Regions from separate parts of the Sus scrofa genome. Here region 2 is linked to region 1. The links are chromatin contacts, called in public Hi-C maps. All regions are on one chromosome and are shown on one strand. Each heading gives the region's core, a stretch centred on a gene start, on an enhancer-like site or on the middle of the called end of the contact. The rest is flanking DNA. Distances are from core to core; before and after follow the strand shown. Region 1 holds the start of SOX6 (transcription factor SOX-6). Region 2 overlaps SOX6 (transcription factor SOX-6).

What was found. A called contact is a pair of places that touch in the nucleus more often than the background predicts.
Region 2: a contact with region 1 is called in a Hi-C map of skeletal muscle, with 4 times the contacts expected there. The contact joins the enhancer-like site here to the promoter of SOX6 in region 1. A contact is called at or near these places in 4 of 47 Hi-C or Micro-C datasets (embryonic fibroblasts, liver and skeletal muscle) and 1 of 2 datasets of contacts at active chromatin or transcription factors (skeletal muscle).

Annotation. Positions count from the first base shown.
Region 1 is chr2:42,442,367-42,449,289 of Sscrofa11.1, reverse strand. It overlaps SOX6 (transcription factor SOX-6), which reads right to left and starts at 1,899. Exons shown (of 18, transcript XM_021085342.1): 1 at 1,751-1,899; 2 at 930-1,109.
Region 2 is chr2:42,859,535-42,866,823 of Sscrofa11.1, reverse strand. SOX6 (transcription factor SOX-6) reads right to left here. Exons shown (of 18, transcript XM_021085342.1): 7 at 4,897-5,069; 8 at 1,959-2,027. Among named protein-coding and RNA genes, the nearest start is that of SOX6, 420 kb to the right of the region's middle. Within about 2 kb of position 5,198, at least 2 of the 83 cell types and tissues checked have an H3K27ac peak or open chromatin away from gene starts, as enhancers often do. A contact at or near this core is called in skeletal muscle, where this site is marked.

The DNA.
Region 1 (6,923 bases), core at 650-3,149:
AAAGGAAAGGCGCGCTCAGTTCCTGGAGAGAGGTCCCCCTGAACTTGGGAAGGGCAACGCAATGAATCCTGCTCGAGAAGTTAATATTTAAAACACCTACGCAAAAATCATAACGACGGTTAAAACCTTGTATTCTCGCCTTGAAAGTCTTCTTAGACCAGCCGTCAGGACAATTCAGAACTACATGACTTCATCTTAAGGTCGCTAACTTCCTTCAGGAAGGGCTTTATAGGTATTGTATAAATAGGGCAAATATTAATGTCTTTACTTCCAAAACACGGGGAATGAGAACTTTTACTGAAACGAAGAATAAGTAAAAGAGTATAAAAAGCCAAGAGGAAGAAGTTGAAAACTTTAATTACAGCCCGGAGAAAACTTTTAGCAATTGATTTCCTTAAACAGGGATAACAAACATACCAACACTCCAGTAGCCCAGCGCACTAAATTTAAGTTTGATGTAGCCAAATAACCCGAACTCCCAAATAACAGTGCCCTTGGGACTCTGTCTCAAAGAGGTCGGAACTCATGTTTCAACAACAAAAGCAAAAAACAAACTGAATAATGCCCTGCATTCTTTAAGATGTCATTTTGCAAAAGGATCAGGCATTGTCCCTCGACTTTAAATGGATAGAGGATAACATTAAATTTCATTTGAATCTGCGCACCATCCTGTTGGGAAGACCACAGCGGTAGCGACTGTAGCAAGCAGCAGCACCGCCACAAAGGAGGTAGGGAAAAGTGGTAAAAATGCATGAACTTTTTTCAAAGAAAAATAAAGATAAATCAAAAATAAGTTTTACAGACATGTCTTTCCTGGCTTAGGAAAGTTAATTTTTAAATGTTCTTCTGCTGTCTAAGGTGCAAAGCCGAATCTAGGGGAGTGCGTGGCTGGAATCTGCATGCTGATAAGAGAAGGCTGATGTACTTACAGTGACAGAGGGCAGGCTGCGGGAGAAAAGCTGTTTGTGTTAGCCTGCGAGTTACCCAGGGCTGCAGTGAGAGCAGAAGGGAGGAGTGGGAGTGCCAGTCTGCGTACACCTTCACCGCGTCTCATTACATCTGCCAGCCTCTCTCTCCCTCTCTCTTTCATTTCCACATTCCCTTTGTTCCTGAAAAAAAAAAATCTACACGTCACATCAGAGTCCCCAGATGCAGTCTACACCAAAGAAAAAAAATGAATAATTCAATCAAACTGTGCATAGTCTCTAAGGCAATAAATCTATTGCACTTAAAGAAACGAAGGGTAATTACCACCGTGGAATTAGAATAAGGCCAAAGACCCGAGATGTCGTTAAGTCTCTAGGTAAACTCCCCGGTCAAATAAAGTTTCATTTATTTAATCCTTTTGACATCTCAAATGGAAAGTCAGAGAAAGACTTTTAACTTATTTTAGACGGATATTCACTTATCTCTAAACATATTTTAGAAGGGGGGACACAGGGGAGAAGCCTCGGGTGTACTATCCTGCTGAAAAGGCTCCCAAAGGCAGCAGCATAGAGCGGGCACAAACACGAACGAAGACAATGTGTCCGTGGAGCCTGTCCAGGGTCAGTTTCTCCACCACTCCACCCTCCTCCAGTCTTCTCTAATCAGAGGAGGATCGCCCTCTACTTTCACCCACCACTGAAGCTCGACTTAAGGGCAGCTGGAATCTGAGAACCTTACCTGCAACACCGGGACCTAAGAGAAATCGCGCTTCCCTGTCACCAACACCCCATGCCATCCCCATGCACCCCTCCAAGTCCCGTACCATCTACTTCTTCCATCTGCCTGAGAGAAACTGTAAACGGGATTTTTTTTTCCCCATGATTGAATGGAAGCTCTGTACTATACCGACTTCTGGATTTGCCCTGGGTTGAGTTTAGGGAATGTCTGGAAAGAAAAAAGGGAGGAAAAAAGGAGGGGGGCAACTCAAGCCTTGTCCAAGTTAGTCAGAAGGCTGTGTTAGGCAGGAAAGAGCCTACGGGAGAAACAGCTGGGATGCACACTGACTATGGAAATCTCAGTTCTAGGAACCGTGTCCTTTCGTCCTGGAGGTAAGAGAATGTGGCTATCGCACGTTTATTCTTTTGCTGTCTGTGTGTCTCTCTTCCCCACCCGCAGAGACTCTTCCCCCTCAGATCAGCTGGCATGCACCCCGGAGAAGGATACGGCACGACATAGGGCTTTATTTTCCAGGTCTCTCCACTCATAAATTGTGGGTGTCACTGAAACGAGATTAGCAAATCTTTTACCGCTGGCGGCAGCCACCAGACCCTCCGTCCCTCTGCCGGTTGCACACTGGTCGCGGCATGTCGGACTGCAGGGCGGTCGGGAAGACCCAGCCCGCTGAGTTGCCTGGCCTGAGGGTTCAGGTGATGCAAGGGAGAATCGTGGCGTCCTAAACGGGTTCCGCTGAGTGTTTCCACCCTATCACCACCTCCCGCCGCCTCCGCGCGTTTGGTCGCTCACACAAACACATAGACACATACACATTCGGCTATTCTGGCCGAACTCATCTAAACTCAAGTCTCTTTAACAGTCAATTCAGCCCGCTTGAGAGCAGCGGGAAAACTAGGATGATACGTGGATGAACCGGGAGGGTGCCAACTGTCCGGCTTGGCCGAGCTTTGTTTACGTGCCTAAGTCGCCACCTTGAGGTCGAGTGGAAGACTGCGCCCAGCTCCAGGTTTCTGGAGACCCACTCGGCTGACACCGGCCCCGCAGCGGTGGCAACTGCTTTAAAAGAAAGGAAAGGGACCACTTCAAAGGAAAGCAAAGGGAGGGCACCCCGTGAGCGGACGGTCTGAGCAGGGCATGGCCTGCCCTTTAGGCTGAGAAGAGTAAGGGCTAAAACTGCAAGTTAGGTGAAACCAATAGCCGGGAAATCGAGCACAGGAGCATTCTCCAAGCAAAGTGCAAAGCTCCAGGACAAAGTCTGCAGCTCCAAGGCAGGCGCTTCGGCCTTAAACTTGAAGCAATAACTCCCAGGGCAGTAGCCAGGAGTGGAGGCAGCTTCAAAGAGCCATAGCAGCCTCTCCGGTCCCGACCGAGGACCAAGCTCCCTTTTGCAACGACCTCGGCTTAGTTCGGACTCTGTACTCCCTGGGGCTCTTCTTCTGCTTGCTCTCCACTTTTGGGACCGAAGACAAAGGGACTCAGGGACGCAACTAGACCCGAGGTCTCTAGTAGCGAGCTTCCGGGAAGAGAACCGCCTGAGGGATGTGTTCAAGCAAACTAGCTGCCTGCCTTGAGGGTTGGGCACTTAGCTCTACAGTCGCCCATTTCTCGGGAAATCAGTCCTTCTTATTGTATAACAATGGATTCGGTTTAAAAAAATAATGATTGATAATTATACCAGCGATTTTCAACTTTCCCACTCTATTGCAACCTTTTTTGTATACTGTCCTTATTCTGTATTCATGCCTTGCATTATAAGGATGCCAGGCTTCAGCATACTCTAGCTAAATTCTGAATTAACTTGTGGTTGTTCTTTGCTATGCCTGGATACTGCCTCCAAGCCTTGGGGACATCTTCAAGGCCACTCCGAGTCCATCCTCCCCTGTGAAGGATGTGTCCAAAGGATGCCCTCCTCATTCCTCTGTTACTTGGGTGCATAGGCATTTTCAAATGCAATGCTTTACAAAAGGAGAGGAAAAATAATTTTATTTATTTCCAGAAAAACTACACTTAGGAACTATCTTGTGCTATATGAGGCTATAAATCATCCCTTGCTGACTCCAACTGGGGCCCTTCAGTATATTGGTCAGAAAAATAATAATAATAATAGAAATATATTTTAAAAGAGAACCACAGCAACCTAATACTACTGATGGACAAGAGGAAATGTCTTTTCAAAGAAGGAGCAACAGGCCCCATGCCAGACCCCATTTCATGCTATGGCCTAACAAATTAACATTGGATCACTCGTCCACTCATGTGGAAGGCTCAGGGTTACTGAATACAGTACTGAATTTTCCCAGGGAACCCCAATTATAGAAACACCTGTGCTAAGTAATGCTATTCTAATCCACTATGAAAACCTTAAGTACGTAATAGCCCTCAAATCATCTCATTTCTTGGTCGCAGTAGGGTGAGCCAACCTCATGGAGGAATTGCCCCCAGAGCCTTATATCAGAGGGTTTTACCTTGGTTTGACCAAACATAATCCTGGCAGTTCTTCTCTTAAATGGAAGGGATATATAAATGAAGTCTACTTTAACTGGCAGAAACTAAGCCTGGGTAGAAACCTCACAAAGAAAAATCAAATCAGAGGCCAATTACTACAAAACTGGAATACATGACATATGTGCAGTCAGCCAGGCATCAATTCTGAGATCTTTAAATCAAATCCTAACAACATGGGAGAAGTTGTCACTATTCAGTATACAGGCTTCATTTTACTATAAATAGAATATCGATGGCAAAATAAAGTGAAATAAAACCACCATAAGAAGGAATGTGGTAGAAACCAGAAAATTATAAACTTCTACCAACACCCCCCCAAAATACACATCAGACCTAATATTTTGAAATGCCATACCTAATATTTTGAAATGCTATATGAAAAAATTATTAAAGCAATGACTATTTTATAACCTAAGGCTGCCAAAATTAATGCCATAAAAAGATCCATATGAAAAGTGAAATTTTTATTAGTTATCCAAATGTTTGCCTTACAATAATACATAGAATTATTTTTCTAACTAAAAGTGAACTAGATAATTATATAGGTAGGCACGAATATTACAAAAACCACAGAAAGGAAAAATCTGATAGAGTATTAGGGTAATTTAACCACAGAAATAAACTTTATTCACTAAAATTCAAAGTATCCTGCTAGCATTCTGCTGAGATATTATGTCATCTTTTTATCATTAAACAATATTGTTAAAGCATTTGCATTTCTTCATACGTGCCATTCTCTGTTTAAAGAGACATTTACCTCTTCCCAAATCTGAGGTTTGTAACTCACTAGTATGACTATCACTCCATTCATTATACATTTAGCCACACTAGAAACATTGATAAATCACATAGATCCATTCCAATGTGTAATAAAAGACAAGCAAGGGACACAAAAGTAATGCTGTAAAACTGCTCACTGATTAATATCAAAGAATAAAACAATAATTTACTAATATTACTAGTCTTTAAAAGTTTAACAATTTACCTCAGAAATTTTATGCTTTATGCATTATGCTAGCATTGTTTTAAAAAACTGAATTTGACTAAATTATATAATTTTCAAATTTTTTACTTAGAAATCTTTCTTCCAAATCCCAGACTGCTACTCTTAAAATTTCTAAATAGATAATTTCTTTGTATGTTTGCATTTGTGTTTTTAAATTTACACTTACGTTGAAGACTTTTGCTATTTTCTATATTTTTAATTCACATTTAAATATTTATTGAGTGCCTAATTTGTGTAAAGCAAATAATTAAGTGTGTTAACTAAAGATCTATCTTTTAAACTTTTGTGATTTAATACATTTAAATAAAAGCCTTTTGTACATATACTGAAAATTAATTTTTTACCAAATATGTCAGCAGAAGTATTCTGTTAAATATAAGTACATTCTGTTAAATATAAGTATTCTGTTAAATATAAGTAATATAAATATAAGATAATTACATATGATGTTAATTCATTTTATTTGGCATATACTATTTGTTACCTCAAATAATTTTATTAACCAACAAACTATCAAATTTTTAAAAGCTTTTCTAATTTATCAAAAGATATATCTTTAAAAAGCTTTATTTAAAAACATAGTCTATAGTTATAAACCAATTCCAAATAACGTATTTTATACATTTTACTTTGAAGTCTGGAAGAAACTTCGTAACTTCAAATCAGTTTTTGATATAATTGCTATGCAAAATTATTCTATAACTTACTTTTATGTCCAGCATGAATCATAATTGTATATATAAGATAAAGATATTATCTACATAAAGCCAAACAGATGAAAGCTAAAATATAAGTCAGTGTTCCAAGTATCTGCATATTTTCTATTATTTAAATAACTCATTCAATTTTATTGAATTTTTAAGTTTGTATCAAGACGTTTTGTTTTAGGTTTGTATATTTTATCTTTTAAGTGAGGAGACAGAAGAAGACAACAATATTGAGAATCTGCAATCAATGGTCAGCTTCATGTTATTTCATGTTTTTAAGACAATAAGTATTGAAATTGGATTGTTATGATCATTATACAACTACAGATGTGATAAATTAATTTGAGTAATAAAAATAAATTTTAAAAAAGACAATAATAAGTGAAAAGCTTCACTTATTCATACTTAGAGTTCTAGAATAGTTGGCTTCTGGAGAAAATATTTAAAATCAAGAGCTCAATACAAAACCTCTTTTAATTGTATACAATATGTTATCAACCTACTTTCAAAGTTGATGAAGTTTAGTACTAAACTGAATATTAAGCAAATAAGTGTTAACTATGTTCACTAGAATTAGCATATTTCAGATTATAGTTTATAAATTTTTAAGAGCATCAGCATCATGATATGGTTGCCATAGAAACTGCAACAATATGTCATTTCAATTAATTTTATATGCAGTGATAAGGCCTAGTTCTACATCACTTCAATACAAGTTTGAAAAGCAAAGACTGAAAAGCAGTATAAATAGCGAAGTGAGTTTCCAATTTATAACCAGTTTAGAAACTAGTAAAATATAAGCCTTTTAAAAAAGAAAAATGCACAATGCATTCTAATTGCATGAAAGGATAGCAATTTAATAAAGGTCATAAAATGTTTTAAAATCGGTACATTCGGAAAAGAAAAAGTTTTCATTAACAATCAGCTACTTCTCTTAGTATTCCATACTGTTGTTACTTAGATTTATAGGTAACAAAAATTATTGGTTATTATATATTACTTAATTATTAAATTATGGATGCTTTCTCTGTTCTCAAGAGATA
Region 2 (7,289 bases), core at 3,949-6,448, 410 kb before region 1:
TTCATCTGCTCCTCAGTACCATAAGCAAATACCAACTAAAACAGCCAGTTAATACAAACAACTTTGGACAAAGTGAAATATATTCAAAATAAATAAAGAAGGAATAAAGGGGTGGTAAAAACATTAATAATAAGTAACTGATATGGGAACATCTCAGGGAACTTCTTCCATTCCTGCTTTACAAATAGTAGAAACAGAAAGAATTAAATGATCAGGTTATTTAACACCTACTGAGTTCTTAGAGAGGAATCTGGAGAAAAATGTAGGAAGCCACAGGCTAAAAATCTTGACCTTAGCAGTAGGAGACCCACTGAAAACTCTAATAAGGGCAGAACAAGGGAACACCTGGATAGTTATTTAATTAAAGATCTCAGCATGAGTCAGAAGAGAGATATCAGGATGAGAAATTATTCCAAGATTTAATTGTAAAAGCTGACTGTCAAAAATGCCAGAGACATACCATCTCCTATATGTTTGGATTCTTTATTTTGAAACATATAGACTTGACTATGGAATATAGAATCAAAACTAATTAAAACAATAACAACAAACACTGGTTAAAACCGCCTAGTAAAGACAGCTGGACAAAATGCCAAATTAGATACAAGCACTTCTTCAGACACCAAATCAATATTTTAAATGCAGTAAATACTACCTGGAACACTAAGTGTGATTACAAAATGAAGTAAAGATCTTAAGTTAAAATCACTGGCTTTCATCAGCGAGGTGAAGTAAGCTGTGACTTTATGCAAAGGATTTCTTTTTAAATACAGGAAAGTGAAATACTAATCTCCAGGAAAGGACTAAAAGACTTTAGAATATACTTCCCTAACTAGGCTAAATAATAGATTCCAATCATTAGAAAATATTCACAGCAACCAAAAGAAACCCAGAGCCTGTGATGGATACATATAACTCTGGGATCAGTATCTCTGAGGATTAATTACCAGACAACCAGTTCCTTATTCTAAGGCTTTCTAGAGGTCACACATTTATGTTCCTATTTAAAAATGGAGACCATGTCCCTTACCTAACTCAAATAGCTATTAATCTAATTAACCACCAAATTTCTAAAGGGATGACAGAAATCAGGATTCTTTCTCACACCACTGTAATTATGATCTATATATTGTGTTACTCTCCATACACACACACACACACAAATGGAAAAGAAAAAGGAGTTTCCAAATTGTGTTATAATTATTCAAGAACAAATTTTTCTTCTCTTTCTAGACTATGCGCTGCTGCTTTTTTTGGTCTTTTGTCTTTTTAGGGCCACACCTGCGGCATATGAAGGTTCCCAGCTCCAATTGGAGCTATTGCTGCCAGCCACAGCCACAGCAACACCAGATCCCCAACCCATTGAGTGAGGCCAGGGATCGAACCTACAACCTCATGGTTCCTCGTCGGATTCATTTCTGCTGTGCCACGATGGGAACTCCCTAGACTATATGCTTCTGGAAGACAGACAATTATTTACTAAACTTTATATTCCCCTCAGCACCCAGCAGAAATGAAGCTAATATCTGTTAAAGGACAAATTTATTATTTTTTACCAACCTTTTCCTAGGTCATAAGATCCTTCTCATCATTGGCCCAATCAGATAGTCCTAACAAGCAAATACGCTTCTACCCATGATAGCATTAGATGGTAAATACAACTAGCATGTGGATGCTATCTTGGAAATCATTAGGTTTCCACCAGGTTGTGTTAGACAAATGGGAGAAAGAAAAAAAAAGATTTATTCTGCTTACACCATCACATCAGAAAAGAATGCTTAGACCACCACCAGTCGATATTTCCTACATCCACTTATACAATTGTATACAACATCCTTGAATCACAGCCCTATTGGTGATGTTTATAAGAGAAGGGTGCATTTGCAGTATTTTAAATTCCATTTTCAAGGAGGAAAGTATCCAAGTATAATCAGACGAGAGTAATAAAATACACTGACCTGGATCTGTTGCTGCAGGAGATTAATTTTGTGCTGCTGTTGCAGAAGTTGCTGCTGTTGTCTTGCAATCTATCAGAAATAAAGTTTCATTAAATTAAAATGAAATGCTTGCACCTTTGCCATTATCTTAGGTATCTCTCCTGGTGTTACAAGCATACATTACTGCACATCTCTGTGAAAGAGTTCCTATAAAGTAAGAGAGGCAGAAGCAAAAAGTTGGAGAAAAGGAAATATTTCAACAGGTACCATTTCTCTGCTTATCCCTAAATCTTTACCTGTATATGAAAACTACTCCCTTATATCTGTGGGCAGTTCATCTGTATCTGTGCTGGTCATTTGGAAAGAATGGGGATTTCAAAATCTGATCCTGAGAGAATAAAAACAGGAAAACTCTGGCTACATTTTTCTAAGGAGCTTAATTTGGGTTTAGAAAGTAAAGTCTGTAAGCAAAGATAGGAAAGAACTTTCTGTTACTTATAATATGGTCTACTTTGGCGAAAACTTTTCTGATGTAAAGATTTTCAAAAACTGATAACCCTTAAATATTATCAAGGGAGCTTTCAAAAAACACTGCAAAAGTAAAAAACTGAAACTTTTTTTTTGTTGATGTACTGTATAATGTACAAAGCAGTTTTAAAAACAAGCAAAATTTAATATTTATTCAGTTATCTCTTTGAGGGTGATGTGTTAGTTTTACAGCACATGACCCACATACAAGTTCTGTATTCCCTTGCTTTACCAACAATCAAATTCAACGTCTTAACACGTCATCTGGTCTATAAAAAGAAATGTTAACTACTTAATGCAAGCCCTACTGAATACTGAATCTGTCCCTCTGGAGAGCAAGCAACTTCTTTAGGATAATGGTGTTTACCATAAAACAGGAGTTAGGTGTCAGGCTACTTATTACCTCAAAAGCTGAGCTGCTGGAGCCTGAAGCCCAGGGGCATGCCCCTTAGTGACAACACAGTGCCAACTTAGGAAGCCAGAGGAAAGAGTGGCCAGAGAGCACTTAGAGGGACTTGGTTTAATGGTGCCCTATAGGCAAGAGTTGTATTGTTTACTTCTTATTTCTTCTATTTCCAAAAGTCTCTATTCTAGAAAGGGTAATGCTGGAAGTGGAAATGAGTGTGAATCAGCTCTGTATTTCCTGAGTCCACTGATATTTTAGCCTAGAGTAGAGGGAAACATCCAAATCACATTTCTTTCAGCAGAAGATGACAAAATAGCAGTCTTCCCCCAAATGCTGCTTTATGGTTTCTGGTGATGACTGGTTCATACTGGAAGTTATGATAAAGCTGCCTCTAACATAGGCTACAGTTTGAGAAATGGGACCACTCCTCCCTAAAGCTTTAGAAGCAAAATGGAAACAGTATTTAATCAGGTTAGAAAGGCCCACTCTGCTTGTCACCATTCAAATCAGAAATGGACAACTCACTCTGCAACTCTAGGTATATAGGATGAATCTCTGAATATTTATTTCCTCTTAGCAATCCAGTGAAACACCACTAGGCATCTAATATTGATGGTCCCTCCTAAATGATAAAGTGCTGCATAGAAATGCATCCAAAACACCACAGTGCAATTACTATCATCCACTCTAGACGTATGGGTTTGACACAGTGAAGTATGGTACATAAGCACCATGTGGCTCAAATTCTGAATTTTATTTGCCAATCGGTTGAGCTACATGCTCGCTTCATTGAGCATGACAACCTAGTTTTAAGTGTCATTTAATTTTCATTTTGAAATATAATTACAAAGTGTTCACTGTAAGATATCACTCGTCTGCAAATGTGTCAAGATTAATTTGTGCTAGCTTATTCACAAGTGTCAATAGTTAATTACTGTGTCATCTCTGGATGGCTAAATGACATTCTAACTTCTGATTTTTTACAGTGTTCCTTTATGTTATTTTCCATTAGGGGCTGAGTCCATATTCCTACATGTGGGCAAATATTCAAGCATATAAAATACCAGACGTCACAACTCATTAAAATCAACAGAGCATATATTGCTCTATATACCCCTATAAAATACATTTAACTGAAAAGATAATTCCAGTAATAATGTCAGATTCCTAAAAACTACACATTAATTTGGGTCTGTCTGATCTAAAGCATCAAGGACTACTCATTGTTGTTAGATTAGTGTACTCCTACAAGACAGGAAAAACATTTGGGAAAGTGATTTATTTATTAAAAGATATATACTTAAACTTTGCTATTTTTTTCTTCTTTCTCACTTCTAAATTAAGAAAGTCAAATTCTTCCAGGAGCTATGTGTTAATTTGTTTTCAATGATTTACCTATGCTGTAAATAAAGTGACCATACTATTTATCGTCCAAACCAAAACAACCTTTGCAAGTAGAAGAGGGGAGTATTCATAATTGCCCTGGAAAACATTCACCAGAGTTATTCCGGAAAAACTGAGACATATGGTCACCCTAGCTTGGACCAGTGAGCTGAAAAACTCAAAAGTTTTCCTAGACTAGGATCTTCTTTCTCTGGATGATAAGAGTAAGGCCCAGAGAGATGCAATTTACTCATGGTTAAGCTACAGGGGGATTATATGTGATGGCTGCATGAATAAGTACCCCTGAGTAATTAATCAAATCCCACTGTTCTGGAACCATGTTATCATTTCAGTCATTCCCAATTGCTATGATGCCTTTCTTTGTCCTCCACTCATCCCCTTAGTATTCTCAGACTGGATTTCCTGAGGGCTTCTTCCTTCCTTCCTTCCTTCCTTCCTTCCTTCCTTCCTTCCTTCCTTCCTTCTTTCCTTCCTTCCTTCCTTCCTCCCATTCTTCCTTTCTTTCTTTTTTCTTTTTCTAAGAAGCCTCATGACAAATAAACCAATCAATGTGATTACGCCCTGAGCTTGGCACATTCCACATCTCCAGTGCAGTTCGTCAGCTCCTTTTGCAGGGCTCACCTGTTCTTGCTGTTGGCGAGCAAGGTCCATTTGCTGCCGTTGTTTCTCAATTTGTGAGGCTGCCAGTTTTTTCTGTTCATCATGCGCTGCCAGGAGCTGCTCCCGTAAACTGATCAGCTGGGTAATCATGGTAGAGAGCTGCCGTTCTTTTTCTGCCAGGCTCTCAGGTGTACCTAAAATGGAAGCAAAAAGATATCTCACAAGTTTGAGAAAAGTCTGAATGAAGGAAGGAAGTGGAAGGTGAGCAGATTTAGAAAGGGTCTACCTAAGACACTTAAATTTCTGGGACAATAACTGGAGGTCACTGTGAGTGCAGGAATGCTCGGGAGTAGCACTGGAATGAAAGCTAGGGTTACTCATCACCCCTGCCAAGAAAAAGAACCATTGCCAATAAATTTTTCACTCTTCCTTCTCGCTCTTTAAAACAAAACAAAACAAAGCAGAACAACCTACTTCATTCTCTTCCTTTCACCACATTCCCCCTTCCCTCTCCAACCAAATCTATCTGATCAAGCTAGGAGTCATGCTATTTAGTACCAAGATTAGAAGCTATGGGTTGTATTAATATTCTATAGTCATCTCTACCCTCAGTGACTGACAGAGGATCTAAGACATAGTAGGTGCTTAATAAATGCCCTCAGAAAAATTTTCCATTGTGCGATGATTTGTCTCTGAAGCTCAGAAGTCAGGGGTCACTCTCATGGCCATGGGATGAGTTCTACAGAGAGGGGGAAAAAAACCAAAAAACAAAAACAAACAAAAAAAACTGCCTTCCCTCAGGTAAGAAAGGATTGAAACTGATTTTTTTTTTTTTTTCTGTGAGAGGATCAAGCTAAAGTTCCCAAGTTCATCCTTAAAGGCAACAATGTTGCTTGGGGGGCCCCCTCACCCCTTTGTCATTTGTCATTCTTCAAAGGGAAAAAACACATTTGAGGTTGAAAAGGTTGTGATGTTGCCGCACACTTACGGTATGCACTAATGGTGCTGAATAGTCTATTTATGGGCAAATTGCACAGCTCTCCTAAGTAAAGGGTACAGAATCCTTTTGTGAATCTAAATTAGAGCATTTTACCGCAGCATAAGATAAGAATTTCAACCCACTGTATTTGAGCCACACAGGTTTCATTATGAAGAAATGATCTACGATTTGAAAGCTTTTCAGAAAGATGCCACCAGCTGTCAAAGGAAATAAAGATTGCTGATTTTTTGTGTTTGTGGAAGAGGAAACTTCCAATCTCCTTATGAACCCCCCCCCCCTTCCCATTCCTGCTAAGAAAGTATCAGGACAATGTGAGAAACTGAAAACATTTTAATTAGGAGTGGACCTATTTTTTGAGTGGGCCCATGGAAAAAAGGGAGCCTTCAGAAGATGCTGGCTATCACTTACTAGTATATAATCCCTTCAAGGTAAGACTGGCAGAGAAGCCACAATATTTAGAACTATCTTGATATTCTTAATGCCAATTCAAGTCCTTCAAAGTAAATAAGCAAAGAAATACATAAAGAAATAACTGCCAATATCCCAAATCACTTAAAGATTCACTGAGCTGAAAGGTGGACTAAAATCAACATTTAAAAAAAAAGTAAGACAGTGAGAAGATGTTAGAAAATATACTCCACTGATAAGGAAATAAATACTGTATCAAGGACAGTTGCCAGATGTTCTTTCCGGCTACTGAAAGCGATTGTTTTTAGGTGAGTTTTTATTTCAGCAATAGGAACTTCAGCTTGGTAAAAGAAAGAACTTCTCAACCCAGAAACATTAAAATATAAAATCAGGTTCCTGGAAGGGATCATAAAATCTCATCCAAAGCACAACAAGCTCAACTAATATAAATACTAATCATAGATAGGAATGAGAAGATACAAGTATGAAATTTACTTTTTTACTCATTTCACTAATTTTTTCAATTATAGTTGACTTACAGTGTTGTGCCAATTTCTGCTGTACTTTAATTAAACAAATATTTCCTGAATCTCAGGTACTATATCAAGAACTAAAGATACTGGTATCCGAGCAAGAAAAAGCAGAGTTCACTATTCTCACCTTAAGTAATCACACATAAAATATAAACTACAACTAAATAAGAGTTACAAACAAGACAGATATTTAGAGGAAGGTGTAGCCAAGTTCAGGAGGCCCAAGTGTAGACATGTAAATGTGAATTTATAGAATAACACCATTTAACTGAATCTTTTGACAAATCAGCATTACACTCAAATTTTTTAATTGGAAAAATTCAGTGTCATCTAAATGTCTTTCATTGAACTTAAAAAATAGATGTTTAAGAAGAAAACAAGCCATATACATGTGTACATTTTGGCTGCACTTATGGCATATGGAAGTTCTCAGGTCAGGAATCGAATCTAAGCCATAGCCTCAACCTGTGTCA